Regions from separate parts of the Ovis aries genome. Here all the other regions are linked to region 3. A link is a contact called in public Hi-C data. All regions are on one chromosome and are shown on one strand. Each heading gives the region's core, a stretch centred on a gene start, on an enhancer-like site or on the middle of the called end of the contact. The rest is flanking DNA. Distances are from core to core; before and after follow the strand shown.

The links. Hi-C and Micro-C count contacts between places; a contact is called where the count stands out from the background.
Region 1: a contact with region 3 is called in a Hi-C map of hypothalamus, with 2.3 times the contacts expected there. The contact joins two enhancer-like sites. A contact is called at or near these places in 2 of 16 Hi-C or Micro-C datasets (hypothalamus and tail adipose tissue).
Region 2: a Hi-C map of hypothalamus shows a contact between it and region 3, with 4 times the contacts expected there. The contact joins two enhancer-like sites. A contact is called at or near these places in 3 of 16 Hi-C or Micro-C datasets (hypothalamus, muscle and tail adipose tissue).

Annotation. Positions count from the first base shown.
Region 1 is chr21:32,372,946-32,375,645 of ARS-UI_Ramb_v3.0, forward strand. All of the region lies in intron 2 of NTM (neurotrimin), which reads right to left. Among named protein-coding and RNA genes, the nearest start is that of NTM, 550 kb to the right of the region's middle. Within about 2 kb of position 1,361, at least 8 of the 54 cell types and tissues checked have an H3K27ac peak or open chromatin away from gene starts, as enhancers often do. A contact at or near this core is called in hypothalamus, where this site is marked.
Region 2 is chr21:32,427,152-32,429,851 of ARS-UI_Ramb_v3.0, forward strand. All of the region lies in intron 1 of NTM (neurotrimin), which reads right to left. Among named protein-coding and RNA genes, the nearest start is that of NTM, 490 kb to the right of the region's middle. Within about 2 kb of position 1,285, at least 6 of the 54 cell types and tissues checked have an H3K27ac peak or open chromatin away from gene starts, as enhancers often do. A contact at or near this core is called in hypothalamus, where this site is marked.
Region 3 is chr21:31,916,932-31,919,631 of ARS-UI_Ramb_v3.0, forward strand. No RefSeq gene overlaps it. Among named protein-coding and RNA genes, the nearest start is that of NTM, 1.0 Mb to the right of the region's middle. Within about 2 kb of position 1,335, at least 7 of the 54 cell types and tissues checked have an H3K27ac peak or open chromatin away from gene starts, as enhancers often do. A contact at or near this core is called in hypothalamus, where this site is marked.

The DNA of each region.
Region 1 (2,700 bases), core at 111-2,610, 460 kb after region 3:
AGAGAGTTCTTGTGCCCAGGACAAAGAAGAGCAAAAAATGCACTTGCTTTCTGGGAATAGACAAAACTGACGACGAAGAAAAGGAACAGAATGGGAACGTCCTTTGTTACAAAAAGAGCAGGCCTAGAAAACAGACAAAACCTGTCCAAGCCCAGACACTGCACCTGACCGTGGGGAAATGGCTGGGAAACGGCCCCCTCGGCCTTCCAGTCCTTTGCTTTTCCGACGTGTAAAACTGGAATCATAACTGGCTCTGCCTCGTGGAGCAGCTCTGAGTGTTCAGAATGTCTCTGCTGGTAGGGTGCTCAGTGCCTGCCTGACACATTGTCCCACAGAGTCACAGGCAGAGCTGATACAGGCTAAGAATGCTGACTTCAGTGGCTGAGAGGAGAAGCAGTTGGGAGAGAGCTTGGTAGTAAATGCTGGCCAGGTCTGTTGGAGGCATCCCATGTGGTGTGAGGCCTGTGCACTTAGAAGTGCAAGGTGACCTTGTCTCAGGCACACAGGTAAGCAAGGGCTCACAGTGTGTGATGTGGTGTGGGCTGGGCGTCAGCTCCTCCTCACTCTGCAGGAAGCCCTCCTTGTGTGAGCTGATGGTCACCAGTCTCACTATCTGGAAAACTAGATGGCTGAACCGCCTGGTCTCTGCCATTCTTTTCTCAAAAGAAAAGAGAAGCATTTCTGCAAATCACCTAATCTTATAGGTGAGGAGTCCCTGAGAACCAGGCTGTCGCTCTGCACCTTCTTCAGGTTTTCCTGTGAACCCACATGCCCTTTTCCTTCCGTCCAGCATTTGGCTGCGTTTTCAGCTTTCCCATTTTAGTTTTTGGCTCCTTAACAGGCTGAGTGTGCTTCCAAGAGCCTCCCTCCACAGTCCCATCTGTCCAGGCTCTTCTGAGCCTCAGTCCCCCAGCAGGAGGCCTGGCAAAGTGAGTGGACAGAGGTCCATCCTGGGAGGGGCCAGGGCAGCACCCGCTTCCCAAGTGGCATTGCTATTCTGCAGGAGTTAACTCAGAAGCAACGAATCAATAGTTACACGACCAGACACCCACTGACAGCAGCCTCCAAACAGACAGAAAGAAAGATGGGCAGAGAGGCGCCTTTCTGTGCCCCTCTTTATCTTGAAAATGCTCATTTCCCTGAGATCTATCTGGGGCTGAGTACATTCTCAGAGAGTAGCAGCTCTTCAAAAGCTAAAGGACTGGGCAGGAAAGTGACCTGGCAGAAAGATAGCATGTGTCATGGGTGCGGTTATGAAATAGCAGACAATTGACAAAGACCATCTGTGATCTGGACAGAAGGACACCAGTTCAATGACTTCTGTGTAGCTGTGCCCTCCTCAAGAGCACCCTCATGCCCAGCACAGCATGACCCAGACAGAAATGACATTGAGCCAGGAACACACCCAGGCCAAGGACAATACTGGGCCACTGAGGACAGAGGGCAGAGAGGGCAAGGAGGAGATGGTGATCTCAGACCCGCATGTCTTCCTCCACTCATGCAAGCGCTACATCCTGAGCACCTAGCATCTCCCAGATGCTGCACAGGATAAGACAGGAAAAGACAGAGAAGCCACCGAGCCCCAAAGAAGTTACAACCCAGGTGGGGAAGACAAACCCACGAGCACATAACCAGACACACGAATGGAAAAACTGCTCTGAAAATAATCCAGGATGACATGCCAGCCCAAGCCTGGTGGAAGTGCTAGGGAATCACTTTCATCTGGGTGTCAGGCTAGAGGGAGGGGATTCCATCTGAGCTGAGGCCAAAATGATGAAGAGCCACCGCCGTGGGAAGAGCTGAAAGAGGGGCACCACCACAAAGGGAGCCACACGTGGGAAGGCTTCTAGCAAGAGTAATCTTTCTGTGTTCAAGAAACTTAAAGAAGTTCAGGGTTGTCCACAGCACAGCAAGGGAAGGAAGCCAGGCTTTATTAGCAAAAACCCTGGTCCAAGTCATGCACTAGGAACTAGGGACAGAAAGCTGAAGGCGGCATAATTCTGGCTTCAAGAGGCCACGCAGTAGCTGGAGAGACTAACAGAGGACCCACCAGCTTTCAGAGTGAAATGTTAAAGGCTTTCCAAACCTGAGTAACACGCTGCAGCCTCCTGCAGCGGAAGAGGCCCCGTGGGGTTCCTCAAGTACGGAAACCACATTGTTCTCTGCTATCCCCTGGAACTGCTATATGAAACCCCACTTCCGTCTTATACATTTCTCAGACTTTTTATTCTTTACTCACTTTTTTTTTTTTTTTAATAAAACATCCCGTAGTGGCAAAGCCTTGGGTCTAGGGACAGGACAGAAAGTATAGTTCAGCTCTGATACCCACTTACCAGATCTCACCCAAGGAGACAACTGACTTCACCAGTTGCCTCATTTGGGGAATCTATGAAAACGTGACATGCATCATCAAAGTTGTCAAATGACGTGGTGACATTTAGTGATAGTCTAATTAATGAGAGCCACACAGCTGATATCTCAGGCTCCCCTGATCCCATCAGAGCAGCACAGTCATGTCCACTGGGAGGAGGAAACTGTTCTCTGACCACAGGCAGACCACCCACCCACCCATTAATGGACACAACGTCCTCCACGGTTGATGACCTCTTTGACCTCTGCGCCCAAAGCCCAGCCTTGTGAGTTGGACCCAAGGTCCTGGGTGAGAAGCCTCAGCCTCAAGCCTTTCCAGGCCCAACATCC
Region 2 (2,700 bases), core at 35-2,534, 510 kb after region 3:
CTCAGCTGCCCCTGATGGGCGAGGGCGGACAGGGAAGACTTGTCAGTCCCGAGGGGACAAGACAAAGGGGTTACAAATCAAATGACTGAGCCCATCACTGCCCCCAGTTAGGAGCTGAGGAAACTGAAGGCAGAAGGGAAGTGTCAGTGGAAAAAGACGAGGGTCTCTTGTCTCTTGTTTCTGGCCTGGGGGAAAGATCGCCATCAACATCCTCACATTGAAGCTTAGCTAAGGAAAAAGCAAATAGAGGTAAACGTTTGTGTTAATCTACCCAAGGGCTCTACTGAGTTCCCAGGTAGAATAGTGGTGGGAACAGGAAGTGAGTCGCCTTCATGGTCGGGGGTGAGCTCTGCAAGGAACCGCAGGCAGTGTGTGAAAGAGGGGGCAGGTTACAGGGCAGGGCGCCCAGAGAGGTCCGAGCTGGGAGTGGATGCTGCGAGATCAGGTCAGCGGGGTGCTTCATGGAGCAGGCGGCTCATGAAGGGGGAGATTTGAAGGGAGTGAGGCATCTGGAAATGGAACAGAAGAAGGACGAATTTAAACACACACACAGTTGATGATGGAGAGAGAGGCTGCCAGAGCTCAGTGCGGGGGAGGGAAGGGAAGAGGCTCGGGCTGGCTCTGGAAGGAGCAGGTGATGGGGTGGCAGGAGGGGAAGCTGTGTCATCTCCAGGCTGAGGCGGGCTGGCAGTGGAGACGGCTGAGACGCCGGGGCCACAGATACAATCGCAGAGTTGCGCTTAGGGAAGATTAACCTCCTGGCAGTGGGCAAGATGAGGTGGGAGTCAGAGAGACTGTGGGCAGAGATCCCAAGGAGAGAAGTAGGTGAGGTCCCCCTGGGAAGAAGTGAAGGGCTTTCCCGGAGGGGAGGGATGAGGAGATGGGCAAGATGCTTTGATAAAACCTGGCAGAGAGGACTAGAGGGAAAGGGTGGGAGAGAGGTAATGCAGCCCCACAACCTCCCCAGTGAAACCACAGGCACCCCACACTCCCGGCTGCTCCCAGACTGTAAGGTTCTCACTCTGATGGGTCCGGAGGGCCAGTGAGGAGGGAACAAAAGGAGGTCCCTTAGCGCAGGCGCTTAAATCAGCGTTAAAGCACACAGGCTCCTTCATGGAGAAACAGAGCTGCTAGGTCTGTTCAAGGTTTCCTCAGGCTCCATGCTCTCCATGCAGGTGGGGTGTGATGTCCCTTAATCCCTGTGTTCAACGCTCTCTTCCCCTCTAGGTCTCTAGCAATCCAGGCGTCGCCTCCTTCAAACTTGTACCTACAGCACCATCTGCTGGTGTGGGATCCTGCGGCATCTGGGCTTGTGCTAAATCTTCCTTCTGTGCCCTCAACACGCCCTCACCCGCCATACCTATTCCCTGCCCATCTCACCCACCCACCCACGCACACACATATACCCAAACGCACAGAGCACACATATGCACACACAGACACACAGATGCACCTACAGAGATGCACACACAGAACAGATATAGATGCAGACACTAGTGTGTGCATACACACACACGCGGCCGGCTCTTTCTCTCTTCGACACCCCGGCCTCCGTACATGCACCTCCTGCCCGCCTGGCCTCCTGCGCTTGCTTCCGCTCTGCGCTCCCCAGCCCCCGAGCTCTGCTCTCTGGCAGGACCGGGAACTGAAGCTGAGCCTTGCTTTCCCAGCCCTGCTGCAAAGTGGAACCGGCAGACGGGTAGGACGGCAGGATTTGAGAGGACAACCAGCTGGGCGTCTGAGAAGTTAATCTGCTGGTTAATTTGCTGCAGACTGCTAACTGTTCCTGTGATTCCCTCCGACCCTCGGCTCCCCCATCCCAGGGACCTGGGAGGAGAGAGGCTGGCCCTTCTTCCCGCCCACCAGTGTCCTGCTCTCTGTCTTGGCATCTGCACACACCATGCCCTGCTCATTCCAGAAGATTCCGGAAGACAACCTGGCTCCTCCACACGCATTTCCTATTAACCCACTTTCCCAAAGACATTGGTTTGTCTAAAGGATCCCAAGTTCAGATGGATTTTATTTCTAAACCAGAAAAATCATGGCACTAATGAAAATAACTGCCTTTTAAGAAAATGCCACTCCCTGCCACATCTCTTAATAGCTGCCTCTTGGCAGCAGCCTAAATGATGAGTCCACCAACCTGCTTAAAATGTATGGGAGGTTCTTTCAAAAGTAATCCAAGGGTCATTTCTGACTGCAGATGTGAAATCTTTTGTCAGTGGTCGCCGGTCCCATGCAGGGCACAGGTATTTGTAGTCCACACAGATTTGTGTGTGTGTGTTTGGGGGAGAACACACATACACACACTGAGTTCATGCAAGGTAGGTTCTTGGTTCTGAACATTCATTCCTCTGGGCTTTGGGGATCCATGGAGAATAGGTGCCCTGTACCTGCAGACAGGTGGGTCCAGGTCTCTGATGCTCTGCTCCCTGGGTTAGTATCAGCCTCCGGGTCCCCAGCATCCCCATCCCCCACTGAGAAGCAGACCCCACCCACCCATCGCAATGTCACGACTCACTTGCCTGGCAGTTCCCAAGTCCCAGCCACAGTCTATTGATGATGCTGAGGATCACTGGCCCTCACCTCCAAAAGGCATTCATATTTTGGTTCTGTGTTGCTTTTGCCCAGCTAAATTTGGGACAAGACTGGAGAGAATAAAAGGATGAAAAGACAGATGTGTGTGTGTGTGTGTGTGTG
Region 3 (2,700 bases), core at 85-2,584:
CTCATACAAAGGCAATTAAATTGTTTTTATTGGACTATAATTGCCATGCAATGTTGCGCTAGTTTCTGCTGTACAAAGAAGTGAGTCAGCTACATGTATACACATAACCCGTCCCTCGTGGCCCTCTGTCCCAGCCCTCCCCCAACTCCACCCCTCGAGGTCACCATAGACCACTGAGTTGAGCGCCCTGAGCTACAGAGCAGCTTCCTGCTAGCTATTAGTTGTACCCATGGTGTGCATACATGTCAATCCCAACCTCCCGCTTCATCCCACTCTCCCCTTCCCTTCCCCCCTGCATCCACATATTTGTTCTCCGTGTCCGTGTCTCCATTCCTGCCCTGCACATAGGTACATCTGAGCCATTTTTCTTTCATGCTAAGGCATATTTACAGAGATGTAGCAATGGCACCCCACTCCAGTACTCTTGCCTGGAAAATCCCATAGACGGAGGAGCCTGGTAGTCTGCAGTCCATGGGATCGCGAAGAGTCGGACACGACTGAGCTACTTCACTTTCACTGATCACTTTCATGCATTGGAGAAGGAAATGGCAACTCACTCCAGTGTTCTTGCCTGGATAATCCCAGGGCTGGGGGAGCCTGGTGTCTATGGGGTCGCACAGAGTCGGACGCCACTGAAGCAACTTAGCAGCAGCAGCAGCAAGCAGAGCAAAGACACAATTCTGTATTACAGCCACTAGGATGCAGCTCTGTATCTTCTCTAGATTGTTACTTAGGCTGCAGGGAGGAAGAGGGGGAACGTGCACCATGCTTCACTTGGCACATAATAGTTGCTAAATAAATATGCGACCATTAAATTAAAAGAACAGCAACTCTCGCCTCCAGAGTGGATTTTCTCCCATGGAATCTGAGCCTGCAGCCAGAGGAACCTCAGTAAACCTGTCCTGTGATTTCTCATGTAACTAAACTCTCTACACTCCCCCCTCTTTTTTTTTTCTTTTTTTTTAAACCATCCACATTCCCTATGACTGGTTCCATGGGGAGGGACGGAATGAGGGGCCACGGGGAAGTGCCAGAAAGGACCCAGGAGGAGGCAAACAACACCTGACCCTATGTCAGCCCCAATATGATCCAATGCTCGCTTTGCAGGAGGAGAAACTGAAATCCAGAGAAAAAACTGCCCAACGAAAGGAGAAGGCAACCCAGTGGACAGCCCAGCGCACACTCCCCTCCCCCGCCCCCCCCCAGACCTGCCCCCCCCAGACCTGCCCCCCAGACTTGCCCCCTTGCAGAGAGCTGGGCTGTACAACTCACTGTAAAGCCCTGTTATCCTCTGGGGGATGCCCCAGCTCATCCCTGCCCTGCACACCTGGGAGGAGCCTGGAGACCCCAAATCGGGCCCAGGGCCAGAGGTTCCACTGGGACAGGAGAGACAGAGGGGCTGGCCTCGCTCCGCTGGGCCTCGAGACCCGCTTAGTCGTTTGTTCCTGGAACTGAAGGAGCATTTGCCAATTTTTGGCCTGGAAGCCAAGCGTGCTCCATGCTCAGGGTTCAGCGGCTGCAGGGCCACCCCCGCAGCGGTTCCAGTTCTCCCTGTGTGCACAGGGGGGCGCTGGCGACACGTCTGCTCCGCAGCTGCTGGGCAGATGATTCACCCTCTTCGCAGGGAGCAGAGACTGCATTGCAGGCTGCAAGTCTGCAGGCCCCCTCCTCCTTCAGGGTCCCTGCTCCTCTGATCACCCCCAGCCCCCCACCCCCAGCATGCTAGTCAGCCTGCCCTATACATGCTCATGGAACAGGCTGCTTTCTGCAGAACCCTCAGGTCTTTCTCTGTCATCTTTCCCCTTAAGCGCCTCCATACAAAAGGTGCTGTTGGTGCTGCCAAGCCCCTGTGGTCACCTCTCGGCCTCCAGCCTGCGGTGAGGGGAGCAACACAGGCAGGGCTCCAGCCCTAACACCCTCCAGGGCTGGGTCACTTCGGACAAGCCAGTTTACCTCTCTGAGCCTTGGTTTCCTTCTCTGTGGAATCGAGTCACAGTTTTGGCACAGGGCGCTTTTGAGGATTAACAAACGCAGATTTTGTGTGAGCGCCTGGCACAGTGCCGGAGCCCAGAGGACACTGCTGAGTGTTCCCGGGTCCACGGCCTGCCAGGACTGTGCCCTCACTGGGTCCTGGATTCTGGGCCGTTTTTTATGTGTAGCGAGCCTGGTGCTGGGCACCTGGCAGGCCACCTAAATAAGACCCAGTTCCGGCTCTCAGGATGCTGGGGGGCTGGGGAACGTGGGGCATCGGGGCTGGGACAGCAAGGGAGGGACCCAGCCCACCAGAAGCAGCAGCAGGAGCAGGAGGGGAGGGTGAGAACCCCTCCCCTGGGCCTGAGGCAGCCCAGATGCAGGGAAGGAACACGTGGCCACATCCCAGCCCCCAGAACCAGAAAGCTCCGGACTTGGAAGTAAGACAGAGAAGCCAGGGCTGGACTTCCTGCCCCTCTGGCTCCAAACCCTGTCACGCTAATGGTGTCCCTTACATCCGTGAGGTGAGGCAGCCCCACCACCCACGGGGGCAGGGAGGAAACGTGACTGAGAGAAGATGAATGGCAATATTCTCCACACACGAGTGAAAACAAATGTCTGAGAGCTTCCCTCCCTTGCCTCAGGCTGACCACAGCTCATGGCCCAGATGTCTCCTTGGGGTTCCCCTTTTGAAGGTGCCCCAAGTTTCCCCTGCATCCGCTTTTCTTC